Regions from separate parts of the Columba livia genome. Here region 1 is linked to region 2. The links are chromatin contacts, called in public Hi-C maps. All regions are on one chromosome and are shown on one strand. The core of a region is the stretch at or near the end of the contact, and the rest is flanking DNA. Distances in the headings are between cores, read along the strand shown.

Region 1 (5,861 bases), core at 286-2,785, 62 kb after region 2:
CCTGCCAGCTCACAGCACAGGCTGCTCCCTGTTGTCTCCAGCCCTCCAGGGTGCTGTGCACCAGGTCCAGCCTCATCGCAGAGCTGGAGGTGCCAGTGCAGGACCTGAGACAGCTCTGTCCCCTCCCTGCCCCTGGGGTCCCCCTCATCAGGACTGGGGACCCTGGAGGGTGGCAGCCTCACGGACCCCTCGTTCAGCCTCCTCTGCTTGCAATTCCGGAGCAGGGGAGCAGGGCGGCTCCCCACACTCCAGCCCTCCCCAGCCTCGGACGGGTATAGCCCAGCCCTCTGGCAAGTGAATGGGACCAGCTATGAGCACATCCCACTGCTTGGGTGCAGGCAACCCCATCCAGAGCAGCCTGCTCTGAGCCGAGAGGGAGCAGCTGGGCAAGGGCAGAGTCACTTTCCAGGGATGGGAAATACCACCCAGGCCAAATTTGTCTCCACTGAATTTACTCCAGGCAGAGACAGGGAAGCTGCTGAAAGAGCAAGACCCAGCAGCAGGACTCTCAGGCTCCCTACCCAGTTTCTCACTAACTCTGAAGGTGGCTTCTGAGGCAGCACAGCTGCTTCCCAAGTAACAAGCTGCCCCTCTCCATGCAGGACTAACATGATGATGCCTGTTTGACGCTGGACACTGTCCATGCCCCTGCAGGCAGTGTCTGTGTGGGTAAGATGTAGCCAGGGAGATGAACACAGAGTCCAGGGGCCAAGACACACAAGTGGAGGCTGTTGTCACTGCCAGGACAGACACAGGGCACCAACAGAGGGGCACCGCCAGCCACCACAGGTCCGATCCACCTGGACCTGCTCCCACAGACTGGGTTGGCACCACCCATGGCGAGTGGATTCGGGTCCCTGCCACACGCAGCCACTCATGCTCCTCCCCACCTAGAATCCCCCAACACTGCCACCGTACACAGCCTCTGGGTCACACAGGTCCCCCTCCCCCTGCCAGCCTGGGGGGCTGCAGGCCACACATCTCACCCCCCATCCTGCCAGCTCCCGAGCACACAGCCAGCCTGGCTCCACCTCCAGGGGCATCCAGCACACGGGCAGCCCCTTGGCATCCGTTGGTGACACCCACCTGTGGAAGAGCAGGAGGATGGAGAGGAGGGTCTGGTCGATGTTCCTGTTGCAGATGCCCTCGTTGAAGAGGTAGCAGGGGTCCCGCACGACGGGCTCCAGCGAGTCCTGGCGCATGATGGAGCTCAGCTTGTCGGTGTTGAGGTTCTTGCGGACCAGCTGCTCCTGCAGCTGCCGGAAGCTGCTGACGGTGGGGCTGCCCAGGTTGTTGTTCTCTCCCCCGGCCCCCTCCTCCAGCCCGCTCCGGTTGGCCAAGTCCAGGCAGCAGCTGCAGCAGTCCAGCCCCACGGGCGACCGGCACTCCTCCACGGGCGACGAGGACATCCCGGGATCCCCCCCGCGCGCGGCCACGGCGGCGCAACCGGGGCCACTCCCGGGCCGCGGAGGGCGAGCGGCGGCAGGACGCGCCCGGTGCCGAGCGCCGCGCCCGCCCGCCCCCCCGGCTGCGCGCCCGCCCCGCCCGCCCCGGCTCCGCCGCCCGCCCCGGCTCCGCCGCGCTGATTGGTAACGGCGGCTCCGGGCGCACGGGCCGCCCGCCGCCGCACCCCGCCCCGCCGCCGCCGGCCCCCGGCGGGCACCCGCCCCCTCGCCCGTCCTGCCCCCGGCAGCCCGGCACAGCCCACGCGTGGGTCCCCGCGGTGCTTCCTGCCCCCTCCCTGCCCTCGGCAGCCCTGGGCCAGCCACGGGCCCTCTGCGGGGTGCGCGCCCCCCCGACCTGGCGACAAGGGGTGGCCCGGGAGAGGGTGGCAAGGGGGTAGCAAGCGGCCACGGTGCCCCCTCCCCTGACCGGGACCCCCGCTCCACTCTGTGCCTCCTGGGGAGGGAGCAGAGGGGCTCAGGGAGGCTGGAGGGTGGCCGCAGCATCAGCCCCTGAGGCTTCGGCATGGGCACGCAAAAGCCCACGTGGCTCCGGAGCAGAGGCAGAAAAGAGGGAAAAGGGGAAGAAAAGAGCCCAGGATGGCAGAAAATTCCAGAGTGACGCAGCGTCACCGCTGTGACTGGGAGCCGCTTAACTCAGAGATGAAAAAAGGCACAGGTGGAACATGTGCGTAAAAAGCCAGGGTGGCCAAGGATGTGCGGAGAAGTTTTGATTTGCTTGCAGGGTGCTGGGGGCTCTGGAGTATGCAAGGGGAAATGGAAATTTCTGCAGGGGGGAAAAAAGTGACTTTGTCGGCACTCCTGCACCCCCGTGGGAGCATCTCTCCTATCAGTGAGCTGCACTGATCTCTGTGGGCTGGCAAAGAGCAGTTGGGACACACTGTGCTGTCCTGATGGTGCTGGGACACAGGGCAAAACTGTCAGAGATGTGGGGCTGTGACACCGGGGATGAGGAATGGCAGGCCACTGAGGTCCCAGCTTAGGAGGACACACAGGAACAAAATAAGAGAGAGTGGATGATGTGTGTGGTGGAAGTGGGGCTGAGCTGCCATCATTGTCAATCAGTGAATCCTCCAAGCCAGCTGGGAGAACCCTCACCCTTTCAGGGAGGAAAACATCTGGACAAAGCAGCTGGGAGCTGCTGAGAAGGGTTGGCCAAGGATCTGAAGGCAGATGAGCTGCCCGAGGGAAGGAGCGTACAGGCTTTTAAAAGCCCACCATGGGTAGGAGGGGAACTGGAGGCAGCGGGAGGAAGTCTGTATGGAAGAATTGCGAATGGATTGATAAAAGGAGCGGCAGAAAGCAGCAATCGGAGGACAGCAGCGGATCTGAAGTCCACAGAATTGATAAGAGATAAACCAGGTCAAAATCCAGCAGGGCAAAACCACAAAAAGCACCAGGACAGTAGGGATCCTGGCAGCAGAGCAGCGCTCGCATGAAACGTTAATAAGGCAGCTAATACTGCTGAAGAAAAGGCTGAAGTCCCCAATAAACATTTCTGTTCCCTATTTGGCAAGAAAGAGGAAGATGCATTCACATCACATGAGAATGAAGTACTTTCCAGTCCATTAGTAAACCAGGAAGGCACAAGACACTGTCTGCCTCAGATAAACAGCTCTAAAAGTGGCCAAGGAGAACTCTGGGCAGCACTTTTCATTTCATGCCAATCCATCAGTCCCGGAGATGGGTCTGGATTTTGCCCCGCCAGTGAAGGTGGCACTAGCAGGGGGCCCAGGGGTGGGTGGGGGTGACCAGCAGCCCTGCAAATCAAGCGAATTCCTGAAGGACAGATAACCCACAACCTGCCACAGAGTTATTCCCTCTCTCCATGGCACTGGTGGATGCTGAGGACTCCTTTGAGGTGCTTCCTCACTCCTTCCAGTGGTCGCCGAGGGGCTGAGCCCCACGGGAGGGAGGGGGATCCGGGTCTTGCCGATCTGCCCTGCACCGGGTGTGCGCGCAGCACCAGCACAGCCTGACAACCGGGCTGGCGGGGTGTCCCTGGGTGACCCCACTGCTGCCAAGGCCCACGGAAGCAAGAGGGCGCTGAGGTTTCTTCCCTTCCATCCCCCGTAAGCTGGGGACGGGGGTCGGCCCAGTGCCCCCCAGCCGCGGGGCCGCGGCCCGGGCAGAGCTGTGCCCTCCAGCGGGTCTCGGGGCGGGGTGTGGGGTGGGCACCCAGCGGGAGTCACGGGAGGCTGCTGCCATCCCGTGGGCACAGCGGGTAGGACACGCCGCCCTGCCTGGCACCCCCGCCAGCCCCTCCGGCTCTGCCCCTCCGCCGGGACCGAGGCCGTGTGTCCTGCCTGTCCCGGGGGGGCCCTGCCCGGCTCCGCACGGAGCTCCCGGCGCTGGCCCGCGGCCGCGGCTTTTTCCCGTGGCTGCCGCCCAGACAGCGTGTCCTGCAGAGTTTCGGGGCTGCTGCTATTTTCAGCAGGTCACATCACCGTCTTCCTCCTGGCAGGAGGCTGGGGTGCAGGTTGCCGACTCCTGCAGGCTCCTTCTGCCCTTTGGCTGTGGCTGCTGGCCCGTGGCACCTCCAGCAGCCCTGGGAGCCGCCACTCGGGGCAGCCCCAAGGCCAGCACACTTGCCATGCTGCCCCACACCAGCCCTGCTACTTCTCAGCCATCAGCTCCTTGCTCCTCATCCACAGCTGGCAGTGTCATGGGCTGCAACATTCTTGCCTGTGAGCCTTGCAAGCCACGGTGTGCTCCCTAAAGCCCCAGATCCTGGAGCCACGTGCTGGGAGGAGGCGATCAGCCAGAAGCAGGCAGACAGCCCCGCTGTCGGAGGCGACAGCTGAAAAGTAGGTTTCCTATGTTTAGCTCTGGCCTTTTTGGGTCCTGCTGTTCTCAGGACTGGGACAGTGCTGATTGCTGCCTGCGGCTCCACACACCCACTTTTCTCAAGGGCATCCAGCTGCTCCCTGCACCAAGCGAGGCAGCCTGCGCCCCGCACACAGGCAGAGGCACTGCTGGCTCTCGGTCACAGCTGGCACAGGCCAATAAGCTGGGGGATGAGGACTCATTCAGGGCTGGTGCAGACTGGGAGAGCAGGGGATGGTTGAGGCTGGTGCATTGCACACAGAGGCTCCATGTCGGTCTGTTGGCTCTAAGCAGGATTCCCTTCTCCCAGCTGAAACACGGAGTGCTCTGCTCCCAGCTCAGCACAGGGACCCCAGCCCTGCTCCTGCAGCCCCCCCACCTGGAGGGGGTGAGGGCCCGGGAAGGAGAGCAAAGAAGGAAACGTGTGGGGCAGAGGAGGGACCGGGCTCATCAAGCTCGTGCCACCTGTGGGCTGTGTGGCTTTCTCCTCTCTTTGAACGGAGACCCAAGCCACCTGCCATCTCTCCGGGAGCTGTGAGCTGCAGGGTCTGCTCAGGTCCCGCAGCCGCAGCTCATCTCCCCAGTACGCACTTTGGGGCAGCTCTCCCTGGGCGGGTCTGGGAGAGGAGATTGCACCCCATCCTGATCTTGGGTGTCTTCAGAGCCAACCCTTCTCCTTCCAGATCCCAGCTGGGGTTGGCACCAAGCAGGGCTCCAGGTGCCATCTGGCCATGTCACTTTCCCCACCCCTTTCTGTTGGCACCTTGGTGTAAGACAGTTCACGTAGCAGGGCCATTTGCTCCAGGGGAGCCCGCCACGCTGTCAGGCAGAGCCCCCTGCGCCTCCACGGGGTGCTAAGAATAACCAGTGCTGTCAGCAGCCATGATATTTGCAGGCGCCCGCCGGTGCCACCCCCACTCCAGGCTGCTGGGCACAGGATGCATCTGCTGCCTGACGTCAGCTGCCAGCCGAGGGGGGGGACAGGGTGGGCAGTCTGGGGGGTCACGTGTGGCTGGGGGGGGGGGGGCCTGTTCCCCCTCTCCTGCCTGAGCAGGAGCACGAACGCTATGGTGGGACACAGGCGTACTGCTGCCTGCATCCTTGTACCCAGTGTGGGGAACTGGGGAGCTGCTGGTCCGCGTTGCCCTGCTTTTCCTGGTGTCCCACAAACAGATGCCTCATCCTGAGCTCTGCGGGACACCCAGGAGATTAGGGAAGCCTCCTGGGCTTGGTGACCGTAGCTCTGCCTTCCCTCCTGGGCCCTGCTCCACACCTGCTGATGGAGCTGAAGCCACATGCATGGGGACGAGGACCGAGCTGGGCTTCGTTGCCTGACAAGGGGTCTCCTCCATCCAGGGGGATGGGACATCCTGGAGTTGCTTGTCATTAGTGCAAAGAGGTGTGTGGGGCAGCTTTCCTGAGTACCTGAGCAGCCCTTTCCCCTTCGCATGGGGCCATGGAGGCTGACAGAGCTCTCCTCTGGGCTTCATGTCTGCCTGAACCCCAGTTCTGCAACTGACAGAGGAGTGGGGCTGTGGGTGCCTCCATCTGCTGCCACCCTGATTTGTGGGG
Region 2 (5,583 bases), core at 2,972-5,471:
CCTTACGATCATCGAGTCCAACCATAACCCACCCCTGGCACTGCCCCATGTCCTGAGAACCTCATGTCCGTCTGTCCAGCCCTCCAGGGATGGTGACTCCAGCACTGCCCTGGGCAGCCTGTTCCAACGCCCCACAGCCCTTTGGGGAAGAAATTGTTCCCACATCCAACCTCAACCTCCCCTGGCGCAACTTGAGGCCGTTTCCTCTGCTCCTGGCGCTTGTTCCTGGGGAGCAGAGCCCGACCCCCCTGGCTCCAAGCTCCTTTCAGGCAGTTCAGAGAACAGAAGGTCTCCCCTCAGCTCCTGTTCTCCAGCTGAACCCCCCAGGTCCCTCAGCCGCTCCATCACACTTGTGCTCCAGCCCCTCACCAGCTCCGTTCCCTTCTTTCCACTTGCTCCAGCACCTCAAGGTCTTTCTTGGTGTGAGGGGCCCAAAACTAGAACACAAGATTTGGGGTTTGACCTCCCCAGTGCCCAGCACAGGGTCACTGCCCTGGGCCTGCTGGCCATGCTAGTGCTGATACAAGCCAGGATGCTGGTGCCCTTCTTGACCACCTGACCACATGCTGGCTCATGTTCAGCTGCTGTCACCAACACCCGCAGATCCTTTTCTGCCGGGCACTTTCCAGACGCTCTTCCCCAGCCTGCAGCATTCACGGGATTGTTGTGACTCAAGAGCAGGACCTGGCACTTGTTGAACCTCATACAATTGGCCTCAGCCCAACAATCCAGCCGGTCCAGATCCCTCTGTTTGCCCTTCCCATCCTCCAGCAGATCAACACTCCCACCAGACTTGGTGTTGTGAAGGACAGGTGCAACTTTGGAGCAGTGAAATATACTTTCTGGACACGTGGCCACATTTGGGAAAAACAACTAAAAAAGGCCGTTCAGACGCCCTACAAGCAGAAATGTCACCTGGGGCCTCCCTGGCCAGGACGGTGGTGAGGGCAGGAGTTGTGGGGCAGAGGAGAGAGGCAGCTGCTTGCCCTCTCATGGAGCATGCAGCAAAGTTCATGAACTTCATTCAGGCGCTTTGAAAGCGAATGTGTTTGATAGCACTTTTGACACCGAGCTGAGTAAACGCAAAGGGAAGCTGAGTTGTTTTCTCCTCCTCATTGCAGCCTCTCGTGGGGATTGAGTTGCTGGCAGCATTTGCAGAAAGCCTCCTTGCATTTTGGGTGCTCTGCACCCTTGCTGGGAGCTTCCCAGGCACAAAGCCCCATGAAGAGCTACTTGTGCCTGTGGAGCAGGAACCACCATGTCTCCAGAGGGCTTACTAGGGATGAAGCCTCTGGAAAGGTCAGTCTAGACCTGTTTCTTGAGCCTGAGCTCAAACCCCTCCATTGAGCAGCTGCTGGGGCAGACTGGGACTTCCAGTTGCAGTAGTGGAGAGCATGGGCACTTGAAGAAGTATATCAGGCAACAAACTTCCACCTGAAAGTTATAAATCTCTTTGAAAATAGGGTGTGCTTGCCTACACGGATAAATATAGGTAGGTATTTAAAAATAGATGTCCGCTGCCCCATTGAGCAGAGCCAAGTGTCACCCAGGTGGGACGTACAGCTCATCAAACCTGGCACTGGGAGCGCGGTGCTCGTGGTGGGTCAACGCTGTGGTCAGCAGCGTGGCTGTAGCAAGTCACCTGGGGACCCATGTCCCAGCCTGGAGCACCTGCTGCGGTCAGGGTTTGCTGCCTGGTGGCGCAAGGTGCCAGGGTCAGTCCGGCCTTGCTGGAGAAATGCCAGCTCACTTCCCGCTGGGTTTTCTGTGCTGGTTCCCTTCCTCGAGCTGCTCCCTCAAGCATTGGCTGTGGCTTTAGAATTAAGGCAGAGGCAGATGTTTGCTTTGCCATCAGCAGTTTAATTCATGTTCTTTCATGTCATCATCTCTGCCATGCTGGGGGGGATACTGCTAGATCTGGGACTGTGCTTCCCTGCAAACTGGCCAATATTGGTCAATGAAATGCTGGCTCAAGCTCTTCAACCAGATCAGGGGAGCCCAGCTGGGTCTGAAGCGGTTGCATTTCCTGTCTGGTGGGGCCAGCAGGGATGCGGGCCAGGCTGGGTGAGCTCTGCAGTCCAGCTTGTCCCTTTTGTCCTGGCTGATCCAGGAGCCACTGAGGAGGCGTCGGGGTCCCTGTGTGCCAGGAGCTGCAGCTTCCTGGCAGGCAGCGGCAGAGCCATCTCCTCCCTCCCTGTGCTCTGCGATGGTCAGGGAGCGGGGCCGGAGCTCAACACAGAGGTCTGGCTTTAGGTGTTCTTGGTTCTGGACTTGGTTATTGTTTATGGGTTAAGTGGCAGGGGCAGGGTGGCTCCACAGCCATCCACCTCCCACTGCTGAGCCTCCTCCCTGCATGACCAGTTTTGGGGACAGCTGGGGAGCAGGGTAGAGATGCCATGGCCATCACCCTTGTTCCTCCAGCAGCCCACAGGGAGTTGGGGGTGTGTCAAAGCTAAGTCCCAATGTGGCTCTGGGGGCCTGAGCACCCCATTGCTAGAGGGGCAGGAGGGCCCTGAGGGGATCCTCTGCTGCCTGTCTGGGAACATAGTAGTGTCTGCAGGGACCCCATCACTGACATGCTTGTTGGAGGCTGGTTTTGGTGCCCTGTGGTGGGCACAGGGTGCTGCTCTGCAGAGGCAGTTGCTGGAGCATCCTCTCCTCACCTCACACGAAAAGGCCACCCGGATGGACTTCACCTGTTCACATGGACTTGATCTGTGCAGGAGCACACATAAATGAGCTCCAGCATGGGACAGCCCTCAGGGACACCTTGTGGTCCATTTGCTCTCTGTGACCATTTGGGAAGCTGTTCACCTTTGTGAGTGCTGCAGGTGTGAGCAGGTGCCTGTGCTTGCCCTGCAATCCCCACGAGGTGGAGAAGTTTTGCCATCAACACCTTGCGCTTTATGGTGATGCTGGAGTGCTTTGGCCATCCTGGCTGTCACTGAACCGCTGTCAGGTCCCGGTGGGGACAGTGCAGCCCCCTGTTAGTGGTGGCCCTGCCGTCAGTGTGGGGAGGGAAGCCCCAGCCCTGCTGGAGCTGTGGGCACAGGGACACCATTTCTAGTTCCAGTTAGAGATACAAAGAGTGGCTGTTTTTCCCCAGAAAGCCTGTCTGAAGGTTCAGGGGCTGTTTCAGCTTTGTCTCCCTTCAGGGGCTGCTGCAGAAGGGGGGGCCGTGTCTGCTGGCTCGGTTATGGCTCCCAACAGCGCTCGCCGGGAGCTGCGCCCAGGAGCCGAGCAGCAGCCGGGCACGGTGGCACGCACTGCGCTGCTTTCCCTCTCGGAAGTAAAAACTGGAGCGAGCCACCACTGAGACAAGTCAATATTTGATTTATTCACTGCATTGTTTTTTAACTGCTGCTAACAGCTCTCAGAAAGAGGCATTCCCCCTTGGCTTCCCAAGTCCTTGTCTTCTCCTGCGGTGAACTCTTGCTAGCTACCAGGCTGCCGGGCTATCCAGCTTGCTACTCCAGTGTACCGCGACAGGTCCACCAGATGTGTGGACACTGCAGGAAAACCCCGTAACAACCCACCAGGCCAGAGCAGTGGGGTCCCAGCTGCCAGGCACAGCTGGTGCCGCCCTCACAATGCAGCTGAGGCTCGGGATGGTACAGGTCTGCCCAGCTGTGGGGCACGCTGTTGCTATGGGGCAGGGCGGTGGTGACCGTGGTGGGAGTCGTCTTTGTGGGGATGCTCCCCTGGGGCTGAGCTGGTGCGGCAGAGGTCTGGGTAAAACGCTTCTATGGGGCCACAACCACAGACAGACTGGCAGAGCAGCCGTGGGGTTTGCAGACAAAGCTCTCCCAGCCCAATGCCCAGCCCAGCGCGCCCGCACGAGGGCTGGGCCAAACCAAGTCCTGCATGGCGTTACCACCGCCACTGCCCTCCTGATGCAGGCAGAGCCGCCGGCAGCGGGGCGATAGCTTTCCTCTGGAGCACAGCTGTGGGACGGGGCAGGCGGGTGCTTTCGGCTTGCTGCCATCTCAGTGACGGTGCTGAGCACCCCGGAGCCGGGACAGTGCCACAGGAGGTCGCTCTGCCACCTCTATTGAGCGTCGCTGGCCCCTGCCCCGCAGGGCTGCAGCTGTTCCCGCTGCACGGAGCCAGAGTACACTGTGTTCACCCAGAGTCCTTGATCAAACAAAATGTTTATGCATGCCTCTGCTCCGACGAACGTCTTGGCTGGCGTGCGTGAAGGCTGCTCTCTGCCGCGGCTCCAGCTGCGCCGGCTGACAGGAGGTTTGGGGAAGGGTCTGCGTGACGCTAACTTTAGGAGCCTGCCTGTCTTCTCCGGATGGTCCCCTCTCTGTGAACTTCCCCCCTTGGTCCCTGCACCCCCAGCTCCACTACGAAGGAGGCTGTTGGGGAAGGCTGCTGCCCAGCTGCCCAGGGGAGCTGCGGCCCCTTTGAGGGGCTGACACATGCTTTGTTTCTTTCCCCTGGGGGGATTGCCACCCACCCCATGAACCAGCTACCCCTTTCCCACTTGAGCAGGGCTTCAGGGTGCATCTCAAGATTTCAGGAACAGTTAAGAAATTTCCTGGGCCCCAGGGCGTCTCCAGCAGTCAGAACACCATTGCTGACACTGTGCCTTCTCAATACCCTCCTGGTGACAACCCGCTGATCACGACCATGCACAAGACCATGAGGTAGGGTGGGCCACCTCCAGCACCAGCCAGGGCAATGGCAGGGCTAACACTGGTTTCCAGGGCTGGCCTGCTTGTAGCTCCGTGTCCCCTGTCCTGCCCAGCCAGCGTTGTCCGGGATGTGCCCGTTTCCTTCCCTACCCGAGGGGACTGTTTGTGCCAGTTCTGCACGTCTGAAGTTAACTGGGGACAGGCTGGCCCCGCTGGCCTGCGTCAGCTCGTGAGCAGCATGCTGCTGCCCAGGCCATGCCTGCACGCAGCCCTCAGCCAGATGTGCTGTCATCATGTTTATGGTGTTGCACCTGCTGATTCCTCCAAACTGCTCAGAGGGAGTGGGATAACTCCCCCCAAGCCATTTCCCCTATGGAGAAGGGCAGCATGTTTTGAGCAAGGAGGACCAGCATACTGGGTTCATTTACAACCCTGCCAAGCGAAACCAAAGCCAAAGAGATGTTTTTGGAGGTCTATGGGGAGCTCTGGATGCAGATGTGACTCAGGAATGGATACTGGAGCTGGGATCTGCTTTGTGGACCCAAGAGTGGAACAGCGCCTTGGAGACTGGCACTGTCCCATTCTTGTGCCCGTGTGAAGGGTGTGCTGAGTTGCATGAGATGGAGCATCCCAGTGTGCAGAGTTTAACAGCCTGATAACAACGCTAGAAATGGGCAGGCAGGGAGGTTTGAAGAAACTGGTGGGACTGGTGCTAAACTCTTAGTCTTCTGGCTGGTAGTTGTGTGACGGGTACCCAGCAAGAAGGACCAGCCCTGTGTACGAGCCAGCCTGCGAGGAGCGCCGAGAAGGGCTCTGGGCAGCTGAGAGAGGGCCAGCAGCGAAGCTCGGAGCTCGGTACCTTGAGTTCAGGAGGAGAAAATGCTGGATGGCCATCAGGTGCCAATGGCCACCTCAATGACAGCCCCACACCGGACACCCAGCC

Evidence for each region. A called contact is a pair of places that touch in the nucleus more often than the background predicts.
Region 1: a contact with region 2 is called in a Hi-C map of crop, with 6 times the contacts expected there. The contact joins the promoter of TSC22D3 here to the enhancer-like site in region 2. A contact is called at or near these places in 2 of 2 Hi-C or Micro-C datasets (crop and liver).

What each region holds. Positions count from the first base shown.
Region 1 is chr12:20,905,558-20,911,418 of bColLiv1.pat.W.v2, forward strand. TSC22D3 (TSC22 domain family member 3) reads right to left here and starts at 1,536. Exons shown (of 3, transcript XM_013367574.3): 1 at 1,087-1,536. The coding sequence starts at 1,409.
Region 2 is chr12:20,840,815-20,846,397 of bColLiv1.pat.W.v2, forward strand. No RefSeq gene overlaps it. Among named protein-coding and RNA genes, the nearest start is that of FAAH2, 11 kb to the left of the region's middle. Within about 2 kb of position 4,222, at least 1 of the 3 cell types and tissues checked has an H3K27ac peak away from gene starts, as active enhancers do.